Linked DNA regions of Sus scrofa: all the other regions are linked to region 4. The links are chromatin contacts, called in public HiChIP or PLAC-seq maps. All regions are on one chromosome and are shown on one strand. The core of a region is the stretch at or near the end of the contact, and the rest is flanking DNA. Distances in the headings are between cores, read along the strand shown. Region 1 overlaps LOC106507659 (a long non-coding RNA gene). Region 2 has its middle 74 kb from the start of TM2D1. Region 3 overlaps LOC110261418 (a long non-coding RNA gene). Region 4 overlaps NFIA (nuclear factor 1 A-type). Region 5 holds the start of NFIA (nuclear factor 1 A-type).

Region 1 (3,000 bases), core at 285-2,784, 290 kb after region 4:
GGTGTTCCCTACCTCCTGTAGTTATGAGTTAATAAAAACATGTCCCTATTTTTAAAAAGATCCATAAAGTTGATGCTAAATTTGAGAGTTAATGTTGCAACTAAACTCTCCTGGAGCCACATCTTTTCTGTCTGTAATGCCAGCAACCATTTGTCCTTAAAAACTTACTATAATGATTCTTTCAAGGCCTTTGAGAAAATGTAATAAACAACTAATTGGAAAAAAAAGTAAAACCCAACTCTCACTTATTTTACTTTCTCAGATCAAGGAAACGGACTTCAAGCAAAATAATCAACTTTATGTAGTTTATTTTTAAACTCCTCTATTTTCAGTAGCTCATTTTCTTCCTTAACTAAGTCACACCGCTTTGTTCGAGTTCACATCTACCTCTCCCACGTGTCCCCACTAACCGACTCAGTGATTCGCACCCAGCGAGACCGAAGGAGTGGAAACCGTCCTGAAAGGAGCCCTGCCGGCATTTGGTCCCAGGGTAAAGCGCTCCATTTCAGAAGTTCTGAGAAAAGTGTCTTCTTCCGAAACTACCAGTGGAGCAAATCATTTACCTAATTCATTCAAGAGCCTCCATAGGAAGGACTTTGGAGCCTGATGATCCTCATAATTCGGTACTAATGAAAACCCCTTTGGCCCTTCGCTTTCGGCCCCGCGAGAGACGGCATCCGCTCCCAGGACGAGAAGAGCGGGCCTGGCTCGCGGCGGCCCCTCCCCATCTAACCCCAGATGGCACAACCCGAGAGCACAGCGACGACGGCGGCGACTCCAGACGCCGCCCGTGCCACCGTCCTATCCGCCACTGTGCCACTCTCGCCCCCTCTCCTCCAGCGCGGGCCCCTCCCGCTTTCCCTTCCTTCTCACCCTCCCCAGGGCTTTTTATGGGGGTAAGAGGTAAATTGGGAATATTTCCTCTGTCGCGAAACATTCTCCTTCCTCAGCCATCTCCCACTCGGGCGGATTGGAATTAAAATCCGGTAATTCAACTTTGCTGCGAAAACTCGGGTTCCTGGGGAGGGGCCGGAGGGAAGGAAGACCCCGCGGTGAATGCGCAGCCCTAGGAGGCTCCCATCCCGCCTCGCTGCCGCCCGGCGGGGAGGATGAAAGCCGAAGGCCGGGGAGGGGCTGCGCGCTCCCCCGAGGGGGCTAGGGTTTGGGGCGGAGGAGGCCGAGGCTAGGTGGCGAGTGCGGGGCCGGGGCTTCAGGGCTCGCGGGTACCCGGACCCTCTTCCCAGGCTGCGCGCTCCCGGCCCTGCAGGTGCACCCCCTCCGCCCCCTTGCAAGCCCCTCCAAGAAAACCGCCTTCCGGCCCAAGTTCGGTCCTTGGAGGCTTTGAACGTGGCCTTTCAGAAGTTTTTAAAGCTGCTCCGCCCCGCGCAGCATTCAAGGGTCACACTCCCCTCCATCCCTCCACCCGCGCTACAGCTGCAGCACCAGGGGGTGCAGGGAAGGAGTGGGGCGGGGTGTGGGGGGAGGCCGTCGGCAGGCCGAGGCTCAGGGGTCCAAGCACCGCCCAGAAGCGCCAAGCTCGGCCTAGAGCGCTTGGAGATCCGCTCCCGAGCCCAACCTCTGAGGAAGCACAGGCAGACAGCTCCTGCACCGCGCCAGCCACGGGGGGGTGGGGGTGGGGGTGGGGGAGAGGGGAGGGGAGGGGCAGTGGGGAGAGGAAGAGAGACCGGGCGGGGGAAGGGCACAACCACATTACCAGGGTTCCTGTGCTGAGCTGCAGCCAAGGGACTATTTAAACTGGCCTTGAGGGGAGGCAGCTGGTGACCCGCGTCCTCGCCCTCCAAGTTCCCCGCGAATCAGGGCGCCACCTACAGGCAAGTTTCGGATAGCAGGAGGGAGAAAGGGAGACAGCCCGTCAAGGAAAGCCACCCAGGGGAGCAGGACCCTGTTTTCTCCAGGGCCATCTCCCGCTCCTGAGTCTGAGTTCTGAGCTCCAGAGTTATGGATCTACTGGCAGCAGCAAGAGTTCTGAGGGCACTGAGAATGAGCTTTTAGGGAATGAGGAATTGAGGTAGTAAATACAGGAGTTGGAGGATTCATGGACCAAAGTCCCTCTTCTAGGCTGGTCTTAGAAAATGCAGCTTGTTTCGCTGAGAAGAGTGGCTGTGTGGCCGTGGACAAGTTGCTTGATCTTTCCAATCCTTGGTTTCTTCATCCCTTAAAAGAGGTATAGTGGTGCCTGCCTGACAGGGTCTTTTCTAGAATTAAACGAGATAATGTAGATGAGAAACTGCAGGTGCCTTCTAGAGGGAGATTTCATCGATTTCTAATATGGAAAAACTGTCTTTTAACCTAGGAAATCTAACTTATAAGACTTTGTCTAGCTTCTTTCTGTTTGTTGAAGATTAGGGCCTTTGAAGAGGATAGAGAGAGTCAAAGAGGTGTGAGTGTCTGATTAGGATAGAAGGACCAGTTAGTGGAAGTTTTGACAACTGCTCTCTAGCTAACCCCCTTCTTATAGACATATAATAACATATTATATTTATGCATCACTTAGTATTGCTATTTACTATTACCTCATTTAATTTTATCACTTATATGGCATATGTTTTTCCCATATTGAAGATGTGAAAACAAAGACGTGGGGATACAAGCCATAGCTGGTACCTTTTTTTTTTTTTCTTTAAAGAAAATTTCCAACTTAGCAGCTCTAGATCTGTATTTCAGAATCTACCTTTGACATCAATTTATTAAGCACCTACTATGTGCTTGGTTATATATATTAGGAATTTCACATGTGATTCTCAGGTCTCATGTGATTCTCATATCATGTCTGTGAAGCAGGACTTCAAGATCTCCCTTCACAGAAGAGGAGAGCTCGGTTCAGGGAGACCCAGGGCATCATTTAATGTCCTACAGAGAAGTGGTGGAGCCAGGTCATGAGGAGCCCTGATCTTCCGACTATACATCCACGAACCTTCTACTGCACCAAAACTGAGCATATTCCCAACTAGCTTTGGGGCACACATACAAGTTTGGGAA
Region 2 (3,134 bases), core at 83-2,582, 270 kb before region 4:
TGTTGCTAAAACATAGCACCTGCTTGTTTGTAGCCTACAAACCCACAAGTTCAAAGACTGCCTTTTAGGCTTAAATAAAATGAATCCATAAGTTTAGCAACCGGTTGGCACCAACCCCAGGCGGCATTTGATTTTTGGAGTAAAGCAGCAGGAGCAGCTGCCTTAGCCCCTAGCAGGGGCTGGGACTGAAACTCAGGGACGGGACCACAGGTAGGTGGGGTAGTCAGCTTCCGCCAGAGAGAGCCAATCAGCTAAGCGTATCTGTGCTGGTCAAGCCGCAGTCCCGCAGAACAATTCTCTGGCTTTTGTAAACAAACGTCAGAGAGAAGGTCACGAAAATTTAGCCCCAAAGCAGTACTACCACCAACAAACTTGTTGGGGCGGGAGGGGAGTTGCGGGGGGAGGAGGATTGAGGAGGGGAACCTCGCCAAGCCTCAGCTTACTCATCCGCAAATTAAGGGCATCAGATGTAATGAGTGTTTTTGTTTGGTTTTTTTTGGGTTTTTGTAGGGCTGCACTTCTGGCATATGGAAGCTCCCAGCCTATACACCACAGCTTTATGGCAAGGTGGGATCCTTAACCTACTGAGTGAGGCCAGGGATCAAACCCGCCTCCTCATGGATACTAATGGACTTCTTAACCTGATGAGCCACAAGGGGAACTCCAGATGAGTGGTTCTTAATTAGTGCTACCCACATTGCAAATGGACCACTGGACTAGTCTAAGATGGTGCAGGATTTTTGTAGCAATTACTAGCCCTTAACAAAATGTCTGATTACTCACATTTATTCCTGGGTGGGGGGTGGGGGGCGCATTTGTTTTTATCACATTAGGTCTCTTGCTTAATTGAGTGTATTATCCTGTGTGTTGGATTCATTTGTTTGTTCATTCATCCAGCAGTTGGGCACAGTGACTCTGTGCTGGCCCTGAACTGGGATCAGAAATAGCCCAAATAGGGCTTATATTTAACTAGTGAAATCAATTCGTAGGTTATAAGAGGAGGCCTGAAGTCTTTTCTCCTCCAAATACGAATCCCGGCGCTGCATCCGATATGCTGCTCTGGATCTGGTGATGCAGATCTCTACCTGCCGAGTCCTGACCGCCAGCTCCTTACACGCCGCATTCTGATTGGCCGGGAAATTCACCAGCAGTTGTCCCCCAACCCCACCCCCATCCCACCCGGTTTCCGCGGCAGAAGAGGGATCGGCTTGAAGTACCTTCTGCTTCCTGTAGGTGGAGCCAAACCCCCTGGCTGAGAGGCTGCGGCCCCGCCGACGCTTCTCAACCCGCCTTCCCTCTCCTCTCTCGGGAGGCCTCCCTCCACGTCCCCACCAACCCAGTGCGTCGGAGGGGAAATCGTGCCAGACTAGGAGACGGCTGCCAGGTTCCTCTCAAGTCTTGGCTTAACAAAGGAAAGCAAATTACAAAAATGGAAATTTTCAAACCAGCGTTCAGTGGTATTCAGATCGACGTTTGGGTAGCACGCAGGCACAGACCGCATTCGTGCTATTTTGTGATTAAAATGATACCGAAAATACCGCCTTGCTTGGGTTTTCTTCTACGACGACCTGTTTCCCTCCCTCTTCTCATTTCCCCCCTTTTTTTTTCACGGAGGGGCAGCCCCCCCTGACCACTGCAGAACCGCTAACATCTGTTGAAATCTTGCTTCTCCTGACTTTTCTAAAGAGTTGAACTTGAAAAATGCCTGCGCTTTTCAGTCTGGAAAAAAAGCCAGATAAAGAAGTTTCTAGGCACCTTCCCAGGGCGTCCTGCGTTTCGCGTAAGGCGCTCTGAGTTCTCTGACAGAGCATCAATCGTCTTTGCATTTCACCTCGATGCGAGGACAACACCTGAAGGCGAACCCTGCCAGAAAAGCAGGCTACCTTGTTCCCCCCTCAGCTTGAGCTGTGCGCTCCGTCTCCTCCTTTAAAAATGGGTTTAAAGTGGCCCTTGAGTTGGGTCTTGAAGGATTTTACTTTAGGCTGGAGGGGTGGTTTTTGTTTTTGTTTGTAAACCTGCCCGCGTCCTCCTTGCTAATTTCTGCAGTTGCTAGACCGGCTCTGTCCCAAGTGGGTTTGTGAGAAAGGCCCTCCCATTGTTTGCACCCCCTACCCCCCCACCCCACACTGCACCGTGGTGTTGTGTTTTTTTTCCTCCTTGGAAGCTTTGACTGTCTCCTTCTTACACAGCTGTGTTTGCAGTGCCTGGAGACAGGTGGGGGGCAGCCTCTAGGCCAAAGCTGCCAATTCTCTCTCTAAGGACTGTCTGAATAGCTATTAAAATTTAAAGATCTCTCTCTCGCTCACACACACACACACAAACACGCTTTTTTCCCCCCCCCCCACACACACTTTTTTGGTGGCGTGGTCACTCACTAAGTCTGTTTGTTGTTTAGGAGGGGCTGTACCAGTAGCCAGACAGAGTCTAGAGGTCGCAGCCATTCTATTCTCTGTATCCTCCAGCCCACATAAGCATTACCTTGGGCCACAGCCTCATCTTTCTAGGCACCTTGGAAAACTGGGTCCAGTGGCCTTAGCTGGGTTGTGAGAAAGAGGACCACTCATCTCAACAGATAAATGTGAGCCATCTCCAGGCAACAGTCACAGTATGGGGATGTTGTGGGTTGGGGCCCATGCAAATGAGAGTTCTCTACTTGGTCAAAGGAGAGCAGAACGCTTGGACTAGATGGGTAGTGATGGCCAGACTTTGAATGGAAGCATGGCTTTCTGACACAGGATCAGACACCCTGTGGTTTCACCCCGATGGCTCTAGTTCTGAGTACCCAGAGTCCTCTAGGGACATCCTCTTAGAATTTCTCCCCCCTCCTTGCTCTACTTCACAAACTCTTGTTTGTCTTTCAAGAATTCTCAAATGCACCCCCCTTGAAGTCTTTCATAGCTATGCCTATGTGCCACTCGCCCTGAAGAATTAATCATTCTGTCATCTGTTCAATATAACTCTATTGCTTGAGCTATGTGACATACGACACTGTATTATGCATATTTTTATGCCTCTTTCTCCCTTGATAGAATATATACTCTTTGCCAAGGCAGGGAACATGTCTTATTTACCACATACCCCTCACACTAAAAATGCTCCGGAAAAAAAAAATCTCGTGGTCGAACAAATAAACA
Region 3 (2,820 bases), core at 138-2,637, 360 kb after region 4:
CTTTTTTTCACGAGTCAAGACTCTAAGATTTTTTTTTTTAATGAAATGGCTTCTAGTGCACAAAACCTTCAAAGAGTTGCTAAAAAATAATTCGAATAGTAACTTCCTGCCACTATAACCTACTCCAGGTTGTTTCTCATGTTCATCCAAAGGAATATCTGTAGTCTACTCTTTTTTAAAAAATTTGTTAATTTAAACTTTATTTTTATTTTTTAGAAGACGCAAATAATTTTAAACACTTAACACCCTTCCATATCTCCTGCTCCTTCTTAGAATAAAATCCAGTTCCTATGATGGCCTGGCAGCCCTGAGGAGGCCCAGCTACTCCTCCCATCAGACAATCTCTTGTCCAACCCCCCTCCCCCTCTTCCATGGACGTGCCAAGTTCCCTTCTGTTTTATGGTCTCTGCATTATTTCACCTGCTTGGAATCCTTTTCAACTAGACTTTTGCATGGTTAGAACTTTCTTGGCACTGAAGCCTAAACTTATAAACCACTTTCTCGGATGACACCTATCTGACCACCCAATGGTGGTAAGACCCATCCACCATGCCCTATTTTATTTTCTCTCTTGTCCTCACCTCTCTCAGGACTTTTCTTGTTTATCTTATTTGTTCCCCATTTATAGTAAGCTGCCCCCCACTCAAGAATGTTATTCCCATGATTATTTCTGTATCTCTTGGCTTAGAAAAATGCTTGAGATAAGTAAGAGCTCAGTAAATATTTGTTGAGTATTTGAACAGATGGATACATTCCTTGAGTTTTTTCTAGGTCAACTTAGGTTGTTCATCTATAACTTTCATTTATTCTTTCTTCAGGGAACATCTGGGATGTCAGAGCTTGGGATCTGGAATCTGAGAATGTTGTGCTCAAGGTCTCACTTTGCTACATGCTAACTGGGAACTCGCCCAGCCTCAGTTAACCCTTCTCTATAATGGGGATAATAACAGTAGGGCAACCCCCAAGCTGGTTGTAAAGACCAAAGGGTGTAATATTTTATTGGTATCTGACATACAGAATTGCTCAATAAAAATTAAAATTTGGTCAGTTTATATGGAGTAGAGTGGATTCAGCTCAAAACCTTGAGAGGAAAGTAGATTCCTGACAAACCCTATTTCCAAGAGAAAAATTTAAGCGTGGGCTTTGGTGCCAGAGAGACCGGGTTCTAACCCTAGCCCCATCATTTGAGTCACTTCATTAGTTTTAGTTGCCTCCCTTATAATATGGAGAAAATTACACATCCCTTGTTGAGTTGAGGCGAGGACTACAAATAGTGCACACAAGGGGCTGAGCCGGTGCCTAGTTTGGGACTCTGTAAGTGGCAGCCGCCTTGTCCCAGCTGCCCGGGTGGCAGGGTTCGCAGTGCAGAGAGGAAGAGAAGAGAGGAAGCAGGCAATCTGGCAATCTGGGGAAATTCTTTTCTAACACTTCTGATAAGCACGAGCCCAGGGGCTGTCTCATTTGACTTCCTCTTGCTTTCCTGTCTGGTTGGCAGTCACCAGGCTGGGAGCCATGCCATGGCCCCTCGCTGGTGGGTCAGCATGTTTTATTTCCCCTCGGTCCTCTCTAATGAAAAGCACTCGCATCCAGTAAATCTTTCCTTTGCTCTTATTAAAGCACTTGATGTTGGTTATTGAGGTCCGTTCCCAGCTAGGTGAGAATCAATAAGGTGACCTCTTAATCACCTCGGCAATCAGCGAGCTCTTTTCTTAGCTTGCACTCAGGCCAGTGCCCACAGAACTCCTGACGCTCACCAGGCCCTGGTTACCCACCAAGCGGTGCGGAGACCTCCCCCTACGTTTCCTCTCTCCCCAGCGACCTCGAGGAGTCTCGAGTCCTCTGAGCCAGCCCTGCTCTCTGCTTGTCTCTGCTCGGCTATGTTTGGCAGGATAATGAACAATCTTGTGCTTCTGGAAAGGGAAGGGGACAGTCAATACCTGATTATAGATGGTTTTTTTTTTTTTTTAACTGAACTATTGTTGACTTATAATGTTGTGCTAGTTTCTGGTGTACAGCAAAGTGATTCAGTTATGTGTGTGTATGTGTGAGAGAGATTCATATATATATGAATCTGGATATACACACCCTCCATCCCCTCTTCCTTTTTGGGAACCATAAATTTGATTTCTGTCTGTGAGTTTGTTTTCTGTCTGTGAGTTGGTTTCTGTTTTGTAAATAAGTTCACATGTATCATATTTTAGATTTTACGTATAAGTGATATCACATGGTATTTGTCTTTCTTTGTCTTATTTCACTTAGTATGATAATCTCTAGGTCCATCCATGCTACTACAGATGGCATTATCTCACTCTTTTCATGGCTGAGTAGTATTCCATTACATATTTGATATATATGTAATATATATATAACTGATCACGTATAATAGATATACGTATATGTATATATATATATCTCACAACAAATGACCTCATTTTGGTCGTTGTGTCTTTGTTCATGCTGTGCAACTGCTTAGAATGAAAGCTATCTTGTCTCTGCAGAGTAAAGCCTTTCTCCCCCCTCAACGCTCAAATCCACCTTTGCTGGGAAGCCCTCAATTCCCCGAGGAAGTCATTTGCCCCTTGCAATGTTTTGAACAGAAGTCTACTCTAAAGCATGTTGCACCATATTTGGGTTCTCTCCTGTATGCTGGCCAGTCTGTGGTCTCCTTAAGGGCAGGTAATGTGTCTTAGTCATCTCTGAATCATCATGACCCACCTTGAAGCCTGGCACACAGAGTTCAGCTGTGTTTGTTAGAAGGAAAGTAGGAAGGCAGGAAGGCAGGAAAGGAAGAAAGGAAAAGAAGAAGGAAAGAAGGAAGGT
Region 4 (2,978 bases), core at 360-2,859:
GTCCTACTGTACAGCACAGGGAACTATATCCAATCTCCTGGGAAAGACCATGATGGAAAAGACGATTAAAAAGTGTATATATGTGTGTGTGTGTGTGTATATATATATATTACATATTATATATATATATGAAACTGAGTCACTTTGCTGTACAGCAGAAATTGACATACTGCAAACCAACTATAAATTAAAAAAATAAAGGATGGGACTTCATGCATTTAGCACTGACTGATGGGTCTGCTAATGTGAAGCTTGTGCTTACTGTGGCTCTAATTTTAGCCGACACGGTGGTCATACCACTGCCAGGACATACGCCAAACACGGTATATATGCACATTTCAATTCGTAGGAAAGGGAGGGACACCTTTTACTTTATGTGATTCTTTCTCTAGTGGGTGAGGAGAGTAGGACAAATAAAAAAGAAAAAAAAAAAAAAAACCCATGTTTGGCCACACATACTGTGAGCTGGGATTCAGAAGGGAGTCATTTGACAAAAATTTCTATCACTGCCAGTTCATTCTATTTGTTGCCAGCTTTGCTGTCCAAATATTCACCCCAAATATGTCAAAGAAAATTAAAAGAAGAAAATTATATAACAAAACATCCTTCTGAACTAATTCAATTTCAGTATTTATTTTGAAAATTTATTGAATTATAGTAGAGGAAACCCACTAAATTAAGCTGGCCAGACTGATATTTTTCTTCCTACGAGTATGGCAATATTTATTATTTTATCTATGAGGGGTTGATTAAAACTAGAAAATAAAAACACTTGCAATGTCATCATATATTTAGAATAAGGTGGCTTAGGCAAAATGAAAAAATATATAGGGCCCGTCAGTATTTTCTATTCCATAAACTAACAGATTTTCTGGAAAAACTGCATTTTAGAGATCGGCATTATGATTTTTAAAAGAGATTCCTACTCTTTTGTCTGCTTCACACCAAAGCCTTACTCTGGAATAGGTGCCATTGACTTCTACAGATAGAAAATGTGTGATGCTCATTTTAAAATTACTAGTAGAGCCTGCTATTGACCATCTAATTATGCCGAGTTCCATTTATAAACATAGCTAACCACTAAGTTTATGGAGACTTTTTGTGCTGCTTTAATAGGATATTGATCGAGAGCATAGTTGGAGTGGACTGCCATTGAATTGTGTAATGGCAAACAAAAGGCAAGGTCACAGCCACTGTTCATGCTAGGGCTGCAGTCTATTTTTTATTATAATCTTTTTGTTTCTTCCTTTAATGCTCAAGCCCAAGTGGTTTCTTTTAGAAAGAAGAGGTTGCATAAGAATACAGCCTTAGTTTAAAAAATAATTTCCAGGCCATGATCAGAGGTGAACCAATGGGCCACTTGTTTAGAAAAGAAAGTTTCAAATCTGCTCTACTTTAGCAAAGACCTAAAATCCTGCACATCTTTAAATGGCATCCCAAAGGACTGGGACATCCAGAATCTCTTATCCTACACCAATTTCCTTTGAGTCCGTCTTTGCAAGAACATTTTGTAATTTTCAAGTTTGGGCTTGTTCTGTCAAAGGGCTTCATTTCCTTATTGTACCTTGGAGCCGAGTTAACTGTTGTAGAAGCTCCATCCAGGCAGGTTAGAATATTGCCAACAGCCCCTGCTAAACTGGTGGCCAGAAAACCCTAGGGTGTGGAAATGTGTCCCCAAAGACACGCAAAGGACCTAGAGCCTTAAAAGAAAACTTTAAAAATGAACTACGATTGAGATCTTGGGATTCCCGTGTGAGAACACAGAGCGCACGTTTCTAAGGCAGAAAACAGCCACTAGGGTGCCACCTCATGCCAGGCTGAGGCATACGCCTGGCTCCATTCACTCCCACTCTCCATTGACAAACAGCTCGGGAATCCTGTAGCCACCCAGCAGCTTAGCTTTGTGGCAGAGCCAGGACAATTCAGCTGCTGGATTTTAATAGATTCTGCAGCACTGCAACAGGAACCCAAAATCAGTCTGGGTAACTGAGAGTGCTTTTCACACCCAAAGACTCTAAGGCTGGCCACAGCGTACTGAGAACCCTGGCTTTTCAAAATTCCAGGGCCATGAAGTCATCCCCAGCCACGAAGTTTACTTAACCCTTGCAGCCGACTTGGGGGTACAAACCACTGCCAGAAAATTAGAACCCGCCAGGCCAGAGTCACAATGGCCTGTGTGTATTTGCGGTTTTCCTCTTTCCCAGTGAAGTATTTAAGGTTTCGGAGTCACTCCACCAACTTCAAGTCAAAGAGTCAGCACTTTAGAAGGAAATGGGCAGAAGTACTGGATTTTTTTCAGAAGGATTTTCTGGGTTTCTCCCAGGAAGGATATTTGACAGCCTCAAAGCACACACTCCGAGGAAAACACTGGTACAAAATAAACAAGCGTGGGGGCTGACAGAGAGCTAGCTAAGCGGCGTCATGTAGCAGCCAGTAGAGTGGGCTCTCTTTGCAGCAACTTCATAGGAAAGAGACCCATCTGAAAATGCTTCTAGAAGGCTTTGTTTGAAAATGCAGCATCATGTAAGAGCCATTTCAACAGATGGTTCCTGTCTCTTTCCCCAGAGTATTATGCTAAAACAACTTTAGCGATTCTGAACTTCATTGTTAGCACTTGTAAACCCCCTCCCCCAGAGCAGAGACGTCTCTCTTTCTCTCTGGCGCGGTGTCTCGTGGTCTGCATTTCGCCCTGCCTCCCCCGGCACAAAGTGATAAATAACCAGAACTATTTTCAGATGGTCCTAGCACATGCGGGAAAAGGTAGGAGGAGAATGAATATGTTTGCTTTTATGCTGTACAGTATTCTCTTTGCTGCTAAGTGAAACAGAACTCTCCTTTCTTGCCTTTCATCGACTCTGGATGATGCAAAAAATTAAAAGGTGGCTAGGCAGGAGGCAAGGGTGAGAGGGGAACAAGTGGTGGGAGCCGGCAGCAGGAGCCCCTGATTTCCCACAGCCCCCGCGCATCCGAGCAGGATC
Region 5 (3,095 bases), core at 124-2,623, 270 kb after region 4:
TGAAAAGCCAAAGCTTTTAAGATAATCAGAGTAAGAAGTTTTGCAATGCTAAGTATGCAATATATCACTTCCGAAAGCTCACTACGGTCCCATAGTTTTTAAGCCACATACTTTTAAAAGCTGAATCTCACCTTCCACAACCCTTAACAACATTCCTGAACTTACAAATAATAATTCATGCAAAGTTAAACATTTCTGTAGAAGAATTTAAAAAAAATAAAAAACTTTTCCCAAAAGGCAATGGAAGAAGGCATACGATTTACGCAAACAAAACAAAACTACACCAATTAGGTTTTCTTTTCTGAAACTCGAAAACTCTTTCCTATTATGCTTGCTAAATCCGGAAGAGCCTGTAGCTTTGACAGCTTGAACCACACCATCCCCTTCAGAGCCGCAGAGAACTTCAGATCTTGTCTGCCCCGCCCCCTCTGGCTACTGCGAGCCAGTGTACACCCAAGCTTCCTCATGATTGGATAAAGCTCTAGTCAATCTCCCAGGTTGTCCCATTGATTAGAGGATCGAATCGTCAATTACTCTCCGGTCCAGACATTTCTTTTCGGGTTAGGTTGACTGCTGAGGCCAGACGTCTTTTTACAGAACCGAGCACGTACAGGATTCCCCCCCCTCCCCTTTCTGGAACCGAGCAAGCACTTGGAGGAGAAAAAAAAATCTGTCAAGCTCAGCAATTTTTTTCAAATCTCAGGAAGAAAAAAAAAAGGAAACCCAGTCCCTAATGCACATAGCAAAATAAATAAATAAAAGCCATCCACAAAGCTACATCTTTAAAACAAAACCATCACAATAGACATTTACCCAGCAATCACGTCAGTGCATATGCAAGCTAGAGAAAATTTTAAGTCTTAGCCATTAACAAAACCATTCTACCATTATTGTTGTTTATAAAACGCATATCGTATAAACGCAAAATAGAAAGTTTAAGATGTACCACGTACCATTGCAATGTAAAAAGAGTACGTGAGAAACTTTAAAATGTTCAGACGAATTGCTTCATTTGTTGTCCCCCTTTTTTTTTTTTTTTGCATTAAAAAGATATCTTAATAAACTTGGAACCGTTGAAAACCCGGAAGAGATTTTTTTTTAAGCTGTTGGCCAATTGCAGGCTTCTTGGAGATTTTTTTTTTTTTTTTCTCCAAATCAGGAGGCTTCTGCAATTGCAATGCGCGCTCTCTGCCTCTCTCACTGTCTCTCCTCTTTTGAAAGCGATCCAACCCGGGCTGGCTGGTTCTCAGATTCTCTCTGGTTTTGCCTTGTGTGCTTTGGATTCTACGAGACTTTGCCGAAGTTGCAATCGGTTCGCAGTCCCTCTCTCCTCTCACTACCCGCTTGTTTATTTCCGCAATCGCTGCAATTTGCATAGTAACCACGCACGGGGCGCCGGGGCTGCCTGCAGAGGGGGCCCGGAGGGGGCAGGGAAAGGCCTTGCCCCCGCTCCCTCCCCCCGTCTCTCTCCCCGCCAGTCTCCTCCTCCCCCACGGCGTGTGGCCAATAGGAGCCCCGACATTCAGCGCAAGCTCGGGTCGGGACACCGTTTGGAAGAAAAGCCCCTGTGTTACTAGGCCCCGCTCACAGGACCGTGTTTTTGGCGCAGTAGGAGTTCCCCTGCTTGCGGACCTCGCAGCCGGTACTAGGGAGATGTGAGGCTATGATACCTTTGCCTGCGGTTGTGCGGGTTTTGCACGTTTTAATCAAGTCTGCACACCTGCTTTCTCGGTTTCTTTTTCCATAGCCTCTGGTGAGTTATTAGGTTAGTTCATGATGGTTAGTGAGAGATTTAACCTTTATTTGCACTGGTGTAGACCAAGAGTTAAAGATCCTCTTTGGATCATTAAATCAAGAGAGTGCAAAATGTCACCGAGAACTTGCAGTGAAATAAAGCTTCTACTCTAGCTTCAGAAAGGAAAAAGCATTGCCACTACTCTCTGCAGATGGCTGAACATAAAAATGGTTAGGTGGGCTCCCTCAAGAATAAAGCTGTTCCTTTAAAGCAGGAGATGCAGTGAAATTCGAATGTAATTGCAAGCGTTTAATTGGTCAATATCCTTACAAAACCTGGGTTCCACAAAATTTAATGCACTTCTCCACCTCCCATCCCCCCCAAAGGAGACCTGTTTCAACATTTAAAGGAGGTAGGGGGTTAAAACCCAGTTGCTGAAACATCAAATCCTTCATTTCACTGATTCGTCTTATATGATTAATCCAGACTCTTTAAGATCAGGTGATCAGGATATTTCAGTGTCAACCTTTTATGTGTTTGTTTTATGCAACAGACTAGGCATTGGTGCAGTGGTGGTGCAAGGGAAGTATCCCTTTAAATGGAAAGCATCACAACCAGGTATTGCCTTTTTTTTTTTTTTAATGTGTTTGCTTTGCATCAGTTAAGTAGCTTAGGACATTTTGCTGAATAACTGAGTGACTGGAAAATGTGTGCTTAAGCTCACTTGATAAAAATTATCCAGTAAGAAGTCAAGAGGAATAGGAAGCAACTTGGCGGTTGCCTGATTTTCTTAACTGTCCTTGGTGAAGTTACCTAATTAATTGATAACAGAACCTCGAGCAGTTAAATCAGAAGTTAGAGAATCCTCCTATTCTATTTTGAACCACATTTTTGGCTTTAGGCTTGCACTTTACAACCAGGTAACTGATGCAGCATTACTAGGAGGTACTATATTGTGACTGCCCTTGGTGTTAGGCAACATTTGCTGTTCTGGTCTGCCTCCGATAGATTCGGATATTGTCTGGCTCTAGAAACTCTGTGGCATTTTAATCCTGGCCTCCTCCACTGAACATACATTTCCACTTGGCATGGTATGATACTTTTGCCCTAGAAATACACTTGATGAAATGTAGTGGCTTAAGGAAAAAGGAAAAATAAATTTTTTAAGTAACCAAAAAAGTTCTAGGCCTAGTTCAGCTGGAGCTCGGCCGGCTGTGTGATCTTGAGATGGTTGCATAACACCTGTAACATAGGATATCTACCTAATGTGAGAATGGAGGTCTGTTTTGTCAAGAGCTAAGAGCCTTTGAAATGCACAAGAGGTATCAGCTTGTATTGCATTGCTCTGTAAATGCTATAG

The links. HiChIP or PLAC-seq counts read pairs in DNA pulled down with a chosen protein or histone mark.
Region 1: an H3K27ac HiChIP or PLAC-seq map of skeletal muscle shows a contact between it and region 4, with 9 times the contacts expected there. The contact joins two enhancer-like sites. A contact is called at or near these places in 18 of 47 Hi-C or Micro-C datasets (alveolar macrophages, brain, embryonic fibroblasts and 9 more) and 2 of 2 datasets of contacts at active chromatin or transcription factors (alveolar macrophages and skeletal muscle).
Region 2: a contact with region 4 is called in an H3K27ac HiChIP or PLAC-seq map of skeletal muscle, with 11 times the contacts expected there. The contact joins two enhancer-like sites. A contact is called at or near these places in 11 of 47 Hi-C or Micro-C datasets (brain, embryonic fibroblasts, fetal heart ventricle and 6 more) and 1 of 2 datasets of contacts at active chromatin or transcription factors (skeletal muscle).
Region 3: an H3K27ac HiChIP or PLAC-seq map of alveolar macrophages shows a contact between it and region 4. The contact joins two enhancer-like sites. A contact is called at or near these places in 5 of 47 Hi-C or Micro-C datasets (embryonic fibroblasts, heart right ventricle, skeletal muscle and 1 more) and 1 of 2 datasets of contacts at active chromatin or transcription factors (alveolar macrophages).
Region 5: an H3K27ac HiChIP or PLAC-seq map of skeletal muscle shows a contact between it and region 4, with 5 times the contacts expected there. The contact joins the promoter of NFIA here to the enhancer-like site in region 4. A contact is called at or near these places in 3 of 5 promoter capture datasets (fetal liver, fetal skeletal muscle and liver), 11 of 47 Hi-C or Micro-C datasets (embryonic fibroblasts, fetal skeletal muscle, fibroblasts and 6 more) and 2 of 2 datasets of contacts at active chromatin or transcription factors (alveolar macrophages and skeletal muscle).

The regions. Positions count from the first base shown.
Region 1 is chr6:151,250,412-151,253,411 of Sscrofa11.1, forward strand. It overlaps LOC106507659 (a long non-coding RNA gene), which reads left to right. Exons shown (of 2, transcript XR_002345466.1): 2 at 263-995. Among named protein-coding and RNA genes, the nearest start is that of NFIA, 22 kb to the left of the region's middle. Within about 2 kb of position 1,535, at least 41 of the 83 cell types and tissues checked have an H3K27ac peak or open chromatin away from gene starts, as enhancers often do. A contact at or near this core is called in brain, liver, mesenteric adipose tissue and 3 more, where this site is marked.
Region 2 is chr6:150,687,864-150,690,997 of Sscrofa11.1, forward strand. No RefSeq gene overlaps it. Among named protein-coding and RNA genes, the nearest start is that of TM2D1, 74 kb to the left of the region's middle. Within about 2 kb of position 1,333, at least 38 of the 83 cell types and tissues checked have an H3K27ac peak or open chromatin away from gene starts, as enhancers often do. A contact at or near this core is called in brain, embryonic fibroblasts, fetal skeletal muscle and 3 more, where this site is marked.
Region 3 is chr6:151,327,239-151,330,058 of Sscrofa11.1, forward strand. All of the region lies in intron 1 of LOC110261418 (a long non-coding RNA gene), which reads left to right. Among named protein-coding and RNA genes, the nearest start is that of NFIA, 99 kb to the left of the region's middle. Within about 2 kb of position 1,388, at least 14 of the 83 cell types and tissues checked have an H3K27ac peak or open chromatin away from gene starts, as enhancers often do. A contact at or near this core is called in alveolar macrophages, where this site is marked.
Region 4 is chr6:150,962,097-150,965,074 of Sscrofa11.1, forward strand. All of the region lies in intron 4 of NFIA (nuclear factor 1 A-type), which reads right to left. Among named protein-coding and RNA genes, the nearest start is that of NFIA, 270 kb to the right of the region's middle. Within about 2 kb of position 1,610, at least 48 of the 83 cell types and tissues checked have an H3K27ac peak or open chromatin away from gene starts, as enhancers often do. A contact at or near this core is called in alveolar macrophages, brain, embryonic fibroblasts and 7 more, where this site is marked.
Region 5 is chr6:151,228,400-151,231,494 of Sscrofa11.1, forward strand. It overlaps NFIA (nuclear factor 1 A-type), which reads right to left and starts at 1,374. Exons shown (of 11, transcript XM_021097780.1): 1 at 954-1,374. The coding sequence starts at 1,043.